3 separate regions of the Sus scrofa genome follow, and regions 2 and 3 are each linked to region 1. The links are chromatin contacts, called in public Hi-C and HiChIP or PLAC-seq maps. All regions are on one chromosome and are shown on one strand. Each heading gives the region's core, a stretch centred on a gene start, on an enhancer-like site or on the middle of the called end of the contact. The rest is flanking DNA. Distances are from core to core; before and after follow the strand shown.

The links. Hi-C and Micro-C count contacts between places; a contact is called where the count stands out from the background. HiChIP or PLAC-seq counts read pairs in DNA pulled down with a chosen protein or histone mark.
Region 2: an H3K27ac HiChIP or PLAC-seq map of alveolar macrophages shows a contact between it and region 1. The contact joins the promoter of SNRPC here to the promoter of C7H6orf106 in region 1. A contact is called at or near these places in 1 of 5 promoter capture datasets (liver), 4 of 47 Hi-C or Micro-C datasets (embryonic fibroblasts, epiblast stem cells, heart right ventricle and 1 more) and 1 of 2 datasets of contacts at active chromatin or transcription factors (alveolar macrophages).
Region 3: a Hi-C map of liver shows a contact between it and region 1, with 4 times the contacts expected there. The contact joins the enhancer-like site here to the promoter of C7H6orf106 in region 1. A contact is called at or near these places in 10 of 47 Hi-C or Micro-C datasets (alveolar macrophages, embryonic fibroblasts, fetal liver and 4 more) and 2 of 2 datasets of contacts at active chromatin or transcription factors (alveolar macrophages and skeletal muscle).

What each region holds. Positions count from the first base shown.
Region 1 is chr7:30,664,906-30,669,803 of Sscrofa11.1, forward strand. C7H6orf106 (chromosome 7 open reading frame, human C6orf106) reads right to left here and starts at 2,210. Exons shown (of 6, transcript NM_001243026.1): 1 at 2,000-2,210; 2 at 1,895-1,997. The coding sequence starts at 2,051.
Region 2 is chr7:30,705,886-30,710,783 of Sscrofa11.1, forward strand. It overlaps SNRPC (small nuclear ribonucleoprotein polypeptide C), which reads left to right and starts at 2,451. Exons shown (of 6, transcript NM_001190203.1): 1 at 2,451-2,501; 2 at 2,848-2,890. The coding sequence starts at 2,494. It overlaps LOC106507687 (a long non-coding RNA gene), which reads right to left and starts at 2,225. Exons shown (of 3, transcript XR_002345651.1): 1 at 2,156-2,225; 2 at 1,180-1,279.
Region 3 is chr7:30,628,805-30,633,702 of Sscrofa11.1, forward strand. All of the region lies in intron 2 of C7H6orf106 (chromosome 7 open reading frame, human C6orf106), which reads right to left. Among named protein-coding and RNA genes, the nearest start is that of C7H6orf106, 36 kb to the right of the region's middle. Within about 2 kb of position 2,002, at least 58 of the 83 cell types and tissues checked have an H3K27ac peak or open chromatin away from gene starts, as enhancers often do. A contact at or near this core is called in alveolar macrophages, fetal liver, liver and 2 more, where this site is marked.

The DNA.
Region 1 (4,898 bases), core at 960-3,459:
TGACTCTAAAAAACTAAAAACTTATTAAAGCAGGATTTAAATGGTACAACTCAAAAAGGCGGGGAGAAATACTGATCCTCCCCTACTAAACTGGCAGCAGCAATACGCCAAGTTTCCTATGCTAAACTAGTGTAAACAAGGAAGAAAAAAAACCAAGAGTGGGAAACAGGCAGGCACGGGTACATGCCTCCTCAACACATTGCTTTACTTCTAAATTTCACCAGCGTAATGTCTCTTTCCAGTGTTTTCAATAACCTCTGTCACTCTTTATTAAACACAGGCTCGTGTTCAGAAAACTACTGTAGGCTGTAGTACCTATCTGAGATCATTCCAGACATAAAAGATAAAAGAGGGGATCACAAATGCTTCTTTAATTATAAAGACTACCTCCTACATTCAAAGAGTTTTCTAAACATCTAGAAACTCAATCCTACTCTTACTATAACAATCAACTTTAAAGACAGAACAGGACCTATCAATGATGCTGCACAGAAAAAAATTCACACATCACCTTTGGAGCCATCACAGCCACAAGGCTCCCATTAGTAAGATGCGCATCATTTAGGACAGGGCTCGACCAGGAATGGGATAAAGACCAGGCTCACGGGACCTCCTTTTCTGACACTGCCTGAAGCAGTGGACAGGGAATAAAGGTGAAACTGGCTATATAAGTGATGCCAAGAGAAACAAGATTCCACATGCCAGGGACAGAATGCCCAACACAGAGAGCAAAGGGCACTTATCTCATGGCTTTCTGACCAAAGAAAGATGAGTTGTTTCACCTGAAATACTTTCAAAGGAAGTTAATATTCTCCACTTTATCACGCACTCTGAATGAATTCAACAACTCCTCCTCGGTACACAAAGGGAAGCCTTACTTGAAAAATAGCAAGTGCTACCATCCAAAGCCAGTAAACACTTCTTTAGTCTAAGTTATCATGGTCTTCTGTCCCAATTCAGTCTTCTACAAGAAGTCTCCAAGCCAAAAATACTTGGTTTCCAGCCTAAGTTCTCCATCTTCCCAAACATTTAAAAACCCAGCTGTCTTCCCCTTAAGACCCTCTGGACAAGCCCCTCTCCTTTCCCCGCATTCTGGAGCCCAGGGCTCCAATCCCCTCAGAAAGTTCCCTCCCCCAAGATAAACTCTCCTTCACTTTCCTAAGTTTTTTCCCAGACCCTGCTCCGGGTCTAGCGCTCCATTTCTCCACTAGTAGATCCCACTCTATCCTGGCACAACTCTTTGGAAAGTCTTTTTTTTTTTTTTTTTTAAGCCGTATTCACCTGTCCTGCCCCATGAAGTTCTTCCCTTTTCCCTATCTGTCCTCCAGTGGACACACACACACGATCTATTCTTATCAAATCCTAACTCCAAGTCTCACCCGTGCCCAGGTTCTTCCACAGCACCTAATTCTCTCCCGGAGTTTCCCCTCATCCCTGTCCTCCTCAGCCCCTAAGTCCACACCCCAAGCTTTTTTCCACTCCCTATCTTTAGGTTTTGTGTGCTTTTTACTCTTAGCCAACAGCACAGCCCTCTTCCTCCCAGATTTACCCCACGCCTCGATACTCAAGTCTCTGCCCCTCTTCCAACGTTCATCGGCTGCTAATGCTCCGAAGAACCTCAGGAAACCCCTCCCCACACACACACTCTCCCGTCTCCCTTCCGCCTCTCCTGCCCTCCATAGCCCCCAACTCTCCTCGTATGTCCCCCTCTAGCCCTGCTCAGTCCCCGAATTCTCGCAGGCCCATAGGACTCCCCACACGCCCTCCCCGCCCCCGGAAGAGGGTGCCCCTCAGTGCCCGCCCGGCCCGCCCTGCTGCCGAGCTCGGGTGTCCCTTCCCTTCCCCTCGGGGCCCCGAGGCCGCTGCTAGGACTCGCGCGGCGGGGCCGGCTCACCAGTTGGTCATGTCCAGGAAGAAGGCGCAGCCGGCCGGGTTGAGCTGGAAACCGAGCAACCGCTGGAACTCGGAGATGAGCACGTCCTTGTCGGTGGTGCCCAGCAGCTGAACTTCTGCATCAGCTCGGGGTCCAGGTCCACGTCCATGCCCTCCATGGCTGGGGCCGGACACTCACTTCCCCGCCTCCTCACAAGCGAACCGCCGCCGCGCCGCCGGGCCCGGGGACCAGGAGGGGGCCCGCTGCTAGCTGGCGCCGCGACCCCGCTCCTCTGAGGTAGGCCCCGGGCCTCTCACCGCCTCATAGGGGTAAACTCACTCAGCCACTCACTCGCTCGCGCGCTCCCCCCCCTCCCACCCCCCCCAGCGCCGCCGCCTCCGCCGCCGCCGCCTCTCGCTTCTCCACCACCTCCGCCTCCTCCCGCGTCGCGCCCACTGCGCAAGCGTCGCCGGCTTAGGCCCCGCCCCTTCCTTTCCAGAAGGCCTGCCCCTCAGTGGCGTCACAACCCCGTGACGTCCCCCGCGTGACCTCACCGCGGTGGAGCGAGGGGGCGGGCGGTGGGAAGGAGGAAAGGGTTGGCCAGGCGACGCGGGGAGGTGACTGAGGACCTGACATTTTTCTCGCCCCGCCTCAACCCTCAAGGGGAGGAGTTAAACCCAGCGGTTGGGGGAAAAGCTCAGGCATCTTCGTCTACAACTCCAGCATTTTGCGCGTGAGGAAATGAGAAACGGAGACCAGGGCAAGGTCAAGTACTGAAGTGCACAGAGAACCCATCCCTCCCAGCCGAAAGACTTGTTTGCCTAAGTTTCTAGAGCGGCTTTCCCAGAAGGAAGATGCCATAAGTCCTTGGTTCCTGGCCACCCCCGGGGATGATTGCTAGTTTACCCATGCTGTTTCTGTTATGTATGCAACGGTAGTCTCCAGAAAGAAAAGGAGGCCTGGATACAAACGTCAATCACAGGTCCAGGTGAACATTGTGCATAATCTTCTACCGGCTCCATCAGGGCCAACTCTCTCTTAAAAGTTAAGTCACAAGGAGTTCCAGCGGTAAGGAATCCAACTAGTATCCCATGAGGATGAGCGGTCCGTCCCTGGCCCTGCTCAGTGGATTAAGGATCTAGCGTTGCATGAGCTGTGGTGCAGGCCAGCAGCTGCATCTCTAATTCCACCCCTAGCCTGGGAACTTCCTATGCTGCATGTGTGATCCTGAAAAGCAAAAAAAAATTAAGTCACAAGAATTTGACATGCCTTGTTCAGTTGTAGAGAGCAAAGTGTCAGTGAACATATAGTACACCTGCCTGGTCAGGGCCCCTTGTTAAGCTCAAAAAATGAGAAAGGAAACACAGACTATCTTGTCTACCCCCTTTCATTCCTCTTTCAGCATGAGCTTTTAAACACCTGATTTGACCAGCAGTCTGCTACATCCAAAGAGGGAAGAGATAATTTTAAAATGGTCTCTTTGCTGTACAGTAGAAAATGGACAAAACACTGTAAACCAACTATAACGAAAAAATGAAAATAATAAAATAAATTTTAAAGAAAAAGGTCGCCTGCCTTCAAGTAGTTCTGTCTTACAGATATGGAAAAGAACATCCAGAAGGTTTCTATATCTTGTTCAAAAATGCAGAGCAGCAAAACTAGAACCCATTTCTCAGTCCTAATATAATGTGTTTAACATAATTTCAACAAGCAGACAACTAGAATAAGTGACCAGTAGTATCCTGGGTGCTTTGAGATTTGGGAAAAGGAAAACATTCTACCTCCTTCTTTCCCACTACCAGATGAAACTAAAACTATGGCTTTAAAAGCCTAGGTTCTGGGGTCACACCCATTTGTGAATCAAATTCTCCTTCTGCTAGTTATTGGTAATCACAGTGCTTGCCCAGATAGGATTGTTGTGAGGATTAAATGAGGTAACAGTATATAAGCTCAGTACTCTGCCTGCTCCGTAAGAGCCATTCAAGAAATGGTAACTAGTGTTGTGGCCATAAGCCTGACGAGATGACTGTGGGGTTACTGATACAAGCAGGCAGGGATTACATCTCCTGGTCCCTCTTCTACCTTACTTCCCTTACTGGGCCTTTATTAAAATATGAAATAGGGAGTTCCCATTGTGGCACAGCGGAAATGAATCCAAGTAGGAACCATGAGGTTGTGGGTTCGTTCCCTGGCCCTACTCAGTGGGTTAAGGATCCAGTGTTGCCGTGAGCTATGGTATAGGTCGAGGATGTGGCTCAGATCCCACGTTGCTGTGGCGTAGGCCAGCAGCTGTAGCTCCAATTAGACCCCTAGCCTGGGAACCTCTGTATGACACAGGTGTAGCCCTAAAAAGCAAAAAAGAAAAAGAAAAGAAATATCTGCCTTCTTTCTTAATAAGGAACTACCCCTTCTCTATTTATTTTTTCCTCCAATGGAATATTTTATGGGAGACACCTTTAACAGCGTACAGTAATAATACTTAAAAACTCATACTCAACAGTAGTTATAAACATTTTATAAGAAACTGTTCTTGGGCCTCTAATATCTATATCATTGCCAGAGCCTAATTTTTGGTTGGCCATAATGTTGGCCTATTTCACTAATACTACAGAAAATTTAGTCTCCCTCAGAGGTGAGCACATATGGTCCCAATCTTATGGATGATGTAATGAGAATACAGAAAGATTATAAAAATCCCTGTATTAGAGCTGAAAGGACATGAGACTGTCTAATCTAATCCCACCCCCATTTTACAGATAAAGGAACCAAGAGACAGACTTGATTAACCCCAAATCACACAGCTAGTAAGGGGTCTCCAAACTCCCAGTCTAGGACTCCACCTGCTATATCCTGCTACAATTCTTTTTATACTTTGAGTTCAATTTGGCCTTGTATACAAAGTAAATCAAAATATAGACCCAAGAGCTGATTTGATGTTAGACTATACACTTTCTAGGAAGTGTTTTAACTTGCAGCATTCGTGGATTAAAGCTATGTTGACCAAGGATCTAAAAGAAGAAAATGT
Region 2 (4,898 bases), core at 1,201-3,700, 41 kb after region 1:
AGAGAAAATAGGAAAAAAAATCAAAACATAATTCATGAATCGTTCCCCTTAAGAAGAAATCAACTCAGGCTGTTTGCACAAATGTGGGTTTCTAGCACTGGCACATTAAGGCCCAATTTTCCCAAATGTTCTTTATAGCTGGTTTGTCCAAACTAAGAACTAACCCTGGACCGTACACTACATCTGAACGTCATGTCTCTTAAAAATATTTTAATACAGAATGACTTTTTTTTTTCTTTTTTTTTGTCTTTGTTGTTGTTGCTATTTCTTGGGCCGCTCCCGCAGCATACGGAGGTTCCCAGGCTAGGGGTTGAATCGGAGCTGTAGCCACCGGCCTACGCCAGAGCCACAGCAACGCGGGATCCGAGCCGCGTCTGCAACCTACACCACAGCTCACGGCAACGCCGGATCCTTAACCCACTGAGCAAGGGCAGGAACCAAATCCGCAACCTCATGGTTCCTAGTCGGATTCGTTAACCACTGCGCCACGACGGGAACTCCCAGAATGACATTTTGATTTGAAGGAAAGAAGGCAGTTGTTCTGAAGAATGTCCCACAGAACAGAACAAGAATCTGTTTGCTGCTTTTTGCTTTCCTTTAGCTTGATCCTCTTGCTTATTGTATATATTTTATTAGATCCAAATCAAACATTTTTGGTAAGAATACATCATAGTTGATGATGTCTACTTAATGTTAGCCTCCTAGCAGGAGACACACAAAAATAATTGTCCTACATTAATAACGGTAAGATTTACCACTGTATTAGGATGGTGAAAGCCTGATAACTTCATTGTGAAGTTAATTTTTGTGGTACATTTAACCTTGTTGGAGCTCAGTTTCCTCATCTGAAATATGAATAAAAGCATTGTTAAATAGATTAAATTAATTAATGCATTTAAAGTGTGAATGAAAAATGTGGAAAATAATTGAGGCCATCAAGCCAGCAGCTACTACAGCTATCTCCAACTGTGCACCTTGAGGGGATTCAGGATGGAGAAAAGCATGATACTGGCTTTAGGTAGTAATGATTTCCTTGAGCCCAGACTCTTGCCTCTTCCCCTAAATAGAAAAGTGATAAACTCATTGAGATGTCTGGCTTTCTCTAGCTAACAATAATCTTTTGATGTTCTGACAATCTGGTTTTCGTTGTAAATCTGTATTTTCTGGCTCCTCCCTTACCTCTTCAGAGCAGTTCCTCAGAGCTGAGAGGCTGTCTTCCAGGCTTAAGTCCTCAGTTTTGTCCGCCAAGAAAAGCATAACTCTTAAATTTTAGGATGTCCTTTCCATTTTTTTTTCCATTTGACAAAGCACCCAAGAGATAGTAAATATTCAAATATTTATTATTCATTTTTATTAATTATTATTATATCATTATACTATTTATAATTATTATTTGAATATGGAGCAAAAGAAGCAAGAGTCCTCCCCCCTAGTTCCCAACATTATTTCCTCTTTTTTTTTTTGTCTTCTAGAGCAGCACTTGCGGCATATGGAGGCTCCTAGGCTAGGGGTCTAATCAGAGCTGTAGCCGCCCACCTACGCCAGAGCCACAGCAACGCGGGATCCGAGCTGCGTCTGCGGTCTACACCACAGCTCACTGCAGCGCCGGATTCTTAACCCACTGAAGGAGACCAGGGATCCAACACGCAACCTCATGGTTTCTAGTCGGATTAGTTAACCACTCAGCCACTATGGGAACACCCTCATGACTTTTATTAGGGAAGGTGATGTAGGTTAATGAGCAAAAGTCAGGTGCAGGTAATAATAAAACTATCTCTTAGTGGTTGTGCTTTTTGCACGTGCACCAAATTGGTTTACTGCAAAGTTCAGCAGTTTCAGTGGTCACCAACAGGGCCTCACCGGTGAGAATTATTCGTATTTTTCAGAAGAGGAAATTGAGGTTCAGAAAGACTAAATAATTCATGCACTCGAAAGCAGGGAAGGGACCTCAAACTTGGGATTCTATCACCTCTAGGGTTACTGACACGTATGTAAAACGACTTGTACCAGGCTTTCTTGCTTTAAGAAACCTGTTATTTCTCAGTTGTCACTTTCTCAGCAAGTTTTCTGTCTTATTTAAAGCCAAATGCCCCTCTTCCATGCTTCATCCCTCCCGCCATTGCATTTGGCTACATCTAACCCACCTCATACTGACTTTATTGTATAGCAGGCAATCATTAGATGACTCGAAAGGATGAAAAACATGTTTCCGGGAGTATCAACACTCTAGGGGACATGGGCGTGGCTTGAGCCTCAGGGAGCTACTTAGTACCGCCCCCCCTCCCGCCTTCCGGAAAGTTAAGGATAGGTAGGACAAACCCCGCCCCTAGCTTCACGCTGACGCAGGTGACGCCCACGCGGGCGTTTGGATTGGAGGACGGGAGGGATTTTTTGCAGTCGCTTTTGACTCATCGATTCTCTCGCGCGGGCGCCTACTGTGTGCGTCACTTCCGGGCGGCGCGGAACGGAATAGCCAACGGCCTGAAGAGCATCATGCCCAAGTGAGTGGGCCCCTGAATCTGGGGGTGTTCGCGTTCACAGTCGCTAAACGTGGCCCTCCCGGGAAGCGAAGAGCGGGTTCTGGCTCCTGGGGCCCCTGGGGGAACGAGGGGGTCTGGAGGAGGGCATCAGACCGGGAGCGCTAGATAGCCCTTTTTGAGAGCGGAGGTCGGCGCTGCCTAAGGCAACCAAAAAGCTTGGTTTGTGTCAGGACGTTTTGTTTGATGTCTTCGAATTTTAAATAGGTCTTTTACTTTATATTTTACCTACACGAACAGAACCTTAGTGAACAGGCCTTTATTAACTGGTTGTCGTCTTTTCTTTTTCCTACCTTTCTCCTCTTTCCAGGTTTTATTGTGACTACTGCGATACATACCTCACCCATGACTCTGTAAGTAGCGTTTTTGTTAACTTTCAGAGAACCAGATATGTTTGCCATTAGCAACAGCGTGGATGGACCCAGAGAGTATTATGCTTATTGAAATAAATCAGAGAAAGACAAATACACTGTGTTAGCACTTATATGTGGAATTAAAAAAATAATAGGGCGTCTTGGGAGCTCTGGGATGTAGGTTTGATCCACTGCCCAGCCCAGTGGGTTAAGGAGCTGGCGTTGCCGAAGCTGCAGCTTAGGTCGAAAATGCGGCTTGGATCTGTCCCTGGCTGGGGCACTTTATATACCTCGAGTTGGCTTAAATAAATAAATAATAAACAAGCCTCCTGGGAGCCTCATCTTCGACCTACACCACAGCTCATGTCAGTGCCAGATCCCTGACCCATTGAGTGAAGCCAGGGATTGAACCTGCATCCTCATGGATACTAGTCGAGTTCATTTCCACTGCACCACAAAGGGGATTCCGATAAATTAGATTTAAAAAAATTTTTGTAATTCGTGCTTTTTATTTTGATTGGAGAAAATACTTTGGGGTGTTTGTTTTTCCACTCTTCCTGTAACTCTTTTATAATTCAGAGTTATTAATTTTCCAGGAGTCAGTGTTTTCAGTGAAGACCCAGAACAATAAAGCTTTAATAAGTTTTTATTTATTTATTTATTTTGTCTTTTGTGTATCTAGGGCCACATCCGTGGCATACGGAGGTTCCCAGGCTAGGGGTAAGTAGGAGCTGTAGCTGCTGCCCTATGCCACAGCCATAGCAACTCGGGATCTGAGCGACCTACACCACAGCTCACGCCAACACTGGATCTTTAATCCACTGAGTGAGACCAGGGATGGAACCGGCATCCTCATGGTTACTAGTTGGGTCTGTTAACCACTGAGCCATGACGGGAACTCCTAGCAAATTTAAAGGTGAAAAAAATTTATATGACAAGTAAAAATTCTAGGAAAATGTCCTAAATTTCAAATACTTGATTATGTCAAGGTTCTCAAATGTTTAATCAATTAAATTGGAAAGAAATGCCTAAATTTGAAAGTGAGTACTTTCATTGGATTAAAACTGCTTAACAAATAATAGTAGCAACTAAAATTGAATATTTATTGTGTCAGACAGTGTTCCAGATATTTTACATGTATCAATTTGGTTAATGCTCATGATAATCCTATAATGTTAGTATTTTCCATTTTACCAAGGGGGAAAATGAGGCAGTATCGATAACTGACTGGATTTGCCTAGACATTCTAGCTCCAGAGCTTCCATGCCAGCACTGTCAAGTCTGTTTCACAGCCCTTTTATGCTATTAAAAATTACTGGATTGTATTTTTTAAAGGAGTGGGTTATAGCTACAAAATTTGATGTATTTGAAATTAAAACTTAAAATACGCTAATTCATTTAAAAGTAATGGTAACAAGGAGTTCCCTTGTGGCACAGCTGTTTAAGGATCCACATTGTCACTGCTGTGGGGCAGGTTTGATCCCTGGCCTGGGAACTTTACATGCTTGGGGTACAGCAAAAATAAACGAAAGGGCATGAATCAGAGCTATAGCTGCCGGTCTGTGCCTCAGCAACATAGGATCTGAGCCTTGTCTGCATCCTAGTCACAGCTGCGCCACAAAGGGAACTCCCATCGTTGGGAATTCTTTGTAACACATGGTCAGATGTAGTTCAGCATTAATAGATTTGTGGAACATGTAAGTAAGGTGGTTTTTCTGAAAGAAGTAATGGTTCTAGATATTATTAAAGATTGGAATTCCCACATGGCACAGTGGTTAACGAATCCGACTAGGAACCATGAGGTTGCGGGTTCGGTCCCTGGCCTAGCTCAGTGGGTTAACAATCTGGTGTTGCCGTGAGCTGTGGTGTAGGTTGCAGACATGGCTCGGATCCTGCATGGCTGTGGCTCTGGTGTAGGCCGGTGGCTACAGCTCCGATTCAGCCTAGCCTGGGAACCTCCATGTGTTGTGGGAGCGGCCCTAGAAAAGGCAAAAAAGACAAAAAGATA
Region 3 (4,898 bases), core at 752-3,251, 36 kb before region 1:
CTTTGAGTTTGTTTCTAATCTTTAATTCTTCCAAGCATAAGCTTAAGCCACATAGTTTTATATATAAGTGCATCCCTATAGGATAAATTCCTAAAAGTGGTACTGCTGAGTCAAAAGGCATATATTTGTGGCTTTATCTAAACTTCCCTCAAATAAAAGAGTTATATACTTAAGGAATGCTCCCATCAAGAATGTATTACAGGAGTTCCTGTCCTGGCGCAGTGGTTAACAAATCCGACTAGGAACCATGAGGTTGCGGGTTCGATCCCTGCCCTTGCTCAGTGGGTTAAGGATCTGGCGTTGCCGTGAGCTGTGGTGTAGGTCGCAGGCTTGGCTCAGATCCCGTGTTTCTGTGGCTGTGGTGAAGGCTTGGAGCTACAGCTCCGATTTGACCCCTAGCCTGGGACCCTCCATATGCCTCAGGAGCGGCCCTAGAAAAGGCAAAAAGACAAAAAGACAAAAAGACAAAAAAAAAAAAAGAATGTACTACAGTTTCTATTTCCCCACTGGCTCATCAACAGTTTTTCTCCAACGTTTTGGATTTTTGTCAATCTGATAGGTAAAAAATAAGATCTCAGTGAGGTCTTAAAATGGTTTTCTCGAGAGAAAGTTTTCTCTTTTTATGAGAAGTTAAATGTATTTTATATGTTTACAAGTCATTTGTAGTTTCTTTTCGGAAGTACCATTTTGTAAATTTTCTTTTTAATTACTTACATGCTTATAAGCCCCCTTACGAAGGAACTCCAAGCACACAAATCAGAGTTTCTAATTGAACAGAATCACATGACTGACAGCATGGTTCATCAGTGCCAGAAACCAAAGGCCACTAAAGGGTTTAAGTAAGCTATGTTCATTAGAGATCAAAGAAATTACGGTAACTGCTTCTCTTATTATGGTCTTCCTCAAACCAGTGACATCATTCCCAGACCCCACAGTTTAACCACGCAAAAATAGCCTTTTCCAAACATAACCCAACCATAAGCCAATGGATTCAGCGGGTTGCTTTTAATTATGCACAAACATAGCATGAAATAAGTTCTGACAGTACACAACTGTTGAAGAGACATGCTATTAACAGCAAATACTTTTCTGCTGGGGGCCTGTCTGCTCCTCCAGGTGTTTGCAGCTGCCAGAAAGGAAGGCTATATTTAGAGCAGCTACCTCAGGTCAAGGCTCATGCAAGGGTGGCCTGTAGTATTAATCAGTACTGCCTGGAATTATACCACTACCAGCTGCCGGCCCGTGTGTGCTAGATAAAATTTACACAGCGCAGAGCTGGGCCAGGGTCCAAACTGTGCCTGTTTACTTGACCATTCAATAGGAACACTTGGACTTTAGACTCTTCTAGAAATTTCCTTATCTAGCTGACTGTGATCCAAAGTGAAGAATATGTGACTGGTCAAACTTGGGGAGGCCCAGACCCTACCACCCACAAATAGGCTTAGGAGTACATCTGGAATCAGCCTTATACTTAGAGATCAAAGATAAAATGAGGGAGAGAAAAATAAGCCTAGTTTGCACTTTGTTCTTCTGAAAGCTTTTCATAAAAACTAAGTGTCCACATTTTATAAAGATAATTTTTCTGCCGAAGGTCCCAGGCAAACAGCCTGAATTGTTTTCTGTTCACTTGGCTGTAAAATATGCTTGAGAGGGAAGAAACTATTTGTGCGCTCAGGACAACTGCCAATTCTTATCCTCAGCCTGTGTCATATTTCGCCACTTGGCTCCACCTCATATCAGACAGGACTCAGAGACGAGCGCAGTAGAAATACTAACAAGTGGAAAAGTCCAGCTACCCTACTTAGGCAGATTCATCTCCCTCCTCAAATCAGCCTTCATCCCACAGTCAAGCCAAAAAACCTGCTTACTTGTACCTCTATTATATAGGAAATTTAGCCACAGATTAGGAAATATTTGTTAAAGCACGAAGTGAAACTGAAAGTAGTGAACTGGATTCCTGGCAGGAAGCAGGAGTGAAGGATGACAAAGCATATTCATTTTACAAGTAAAAGGTGGAGAGTGGACATTAGCCCAGTGGTGCTCTAATCTATCAGGAAGGTACACAACTTAAAATGTGGGTATAAGTTCCTTGGCACCTGGACCATCTAGATCACTAACTCACTGGGCCAAGGAACAGCAAGAATAGACTAAACAGCTCCAATTCAATGTAAGAACAAGCAGACATGATAGCACTGTATTCTGTTCAAAACAACATATGCAACTATTATTACTAGCCAATAAGAAACTGCATGAAACAGAGCTGGCTGAGGAGATGGGAAAGGGAAGGCACTAACTCAGCATGAGGCCCAGCCTGAAAGGTTAAACGTCTCAGTTCCTTCAGTGTTTTTGCTCAAGAAAAGTTTTTCTCTGATTTCAAATGGTTAAGTGTCCTGAAGAACAAAGGGAGGTAGTGTAACAGGGGAAAAAAGGGCACAAGCAAAGATGGATGATGGTGATGGTTACATAACACTGTGAATATCCTTTATACTACAGAATTGTAGTAAGTTAAAATGGTAAAACTTTATTCATTTTTTATTTTTTAAGTGAAGCACAGTTGATTTACATATCATGCTAGTTTCTAGTGCACAGCAAAGTGATTTGGGTTTATACTGAATACAGTTCCCTGTGCTATACAGTAGGAACTTATTGCTAGCTATTTCACATACAGTAGTTTGGATCTGCTAATCCCAAACTCCTAATCTCTCTCTCCCCGACCCCTTTTCCTCTTTGGTAACTCTAAGTTTGTCTTCTATGTCTGAGAGTCTATTTCTGTTTTGTAAATAAGTTTGTTTGTATATTTTAGATTCCACATAAAAGTGGTATCATATGATATTTGTCTTTCTCTGTCTTACTTCACTTAGTATGATACTCTCTAGGTCCATCCATGTTGCTGCAAATAGCATTACTTCATTCTTTTTATGGCTGAGTAATATTCCATTGTGTATAGTACCACATCTTCTTTATCCATTCCTCTGTCAATAGACATTTAGGTTGCTTCCATGTCCTGGCTATTGTAAATAGCACTGCCATGAACACTGGGGTGCATGTATCTTTTCGAATTAAAGTTTTCTTTGGATATATGCCCAAGAGTGGGAGTGCTGGGTCGAATGGTTTTTTTTTTTTTTGTTTTTTTGTTTTTTGGGTTTTTTTAGGGCCTCACTGGTGGCATACTGAAGTTCTCAGGCTAGGGGTTGAATTGGCTGGCCTACACCACAGCCACAGCCACAGCCACATAGGATCTGAGCTGCATCTTTGACCTACAACACAGCTCACAGCAATGCCGGATCCCCAACCCACTGAGCGAGGCCTAGGGTCAAAACCACATCTTCATGGATACTGGTTGGATTCATTTCTGCTGTACCACAACAGGAACGCCCTATTTTCAGTTTTTTAAAGAAATTTCTTTACTGTTTTCCATAGTGGCTACACCAACTTACATTCCCACCAACAATGCAGGGGTTCAATCCCTGGCCCAGGAACTTCTGCATGCTATGGGTATGGAAAAAAAGAAAAGTTTATAAAACAAAGGTAAAGGAAAAAAAAAAAAAAAAACAGAAAGAAAAGGTATCTTTTTTTCCCACCACTGCAAGATTAAAAAAAAAAAAAAAAAAAAAAAAAAAACAGCCACCTAGGGAACACTCAGACGACCTAATGAGGATGAAACTGATATGCTGAGGATGATAGATCAGAAAGAGGGAAATAACTGCTGTGTCCTTGATGATGTAGTTGAACTACTAAATTAGGGAATCTCAAAGCCATCTTACATTGGGCATTCTTGACATCTGAGAAAACACAACTGGCCTATTGTTTAAAAGGGGGCAGAGGGGGGCAGATGCTGAGGATACAGCAACTCGACACTAGCATTGCAGAGTTTAATTTCTGAGTCCCTTTGGCTAATGATCATGATCAAACTATTTTTCCTTTCTAAAAAAAATTGAGGTGAAATTCACACAACAATTAACTACATACTTAATATATACAATTCAGTGATATTTACTGCATTCACAACATCGTGCAACCACCACCTCTACTTTCAAAACTCTTAAGTCATCTCATACCCGTTGAGAACACCCTATAAACAGAATCACTCCTTGTTCTTCCTCCTCCCCCCACAGCTGCTGGCAACCACAAATCTGCTTTCTGTCTCTATGAATTTGCCTGTTTTGGGTAACTTACATAAAAGGAATCATATAATCTGCAAACTTCTATCTCTGCCTTCTTCCACTTAGCATAATATTTTTGAGATGCATCCCAAATAGCAGCATGATGATCAGTATTTCATTCCTTTTTATGGCTAAATAATATACCATTATATGTACCTACCAAATTTTGTCTATCCATTCATCTGCTGATAGGCATTTCAGTTGTTTCTATCATCTTTTGACTATTATGAGTAATGTTGCTATAAACATTCACATACAAGTGTCTGTATGGGCATGTGTGTTCTTTGCTCTTTTTTTTTTCTTTTTGCTTTTTAGGCCTGAACCCTTGGCATATGGAAGTTTTCATATACTTGTTGGCTATTGTACATCCTCTTTGGAGATATGTCTATTAATATCCCTTGTTCATTTATTTTTTACTAGGGTTGCTTGTTTTCCTGTTGTTCAGTTGTAAGAGTTCTTTACATATTCTGGATACTAGGCCCTTATTTGATAGATGCAATGGGTTGATGTGGGATCTCAGTCCCCAGACCAGGGAGTGAACCTGGGCCGCAGCAGTGAAAGTGCCAAATCTTAACCACTAGACCACCAAAGAACTCCCAAGAAATATTTTCTTCAACTATGTTGCCTGTCCTTTTACTTTCTTGATAATGGCTTTCGACGACGCACACAAGTTTCTAATTTTGTTGAAGTTTAATTTATCTAGTCTTTATTTTGCTGCTTGTGACTTTGATGTCA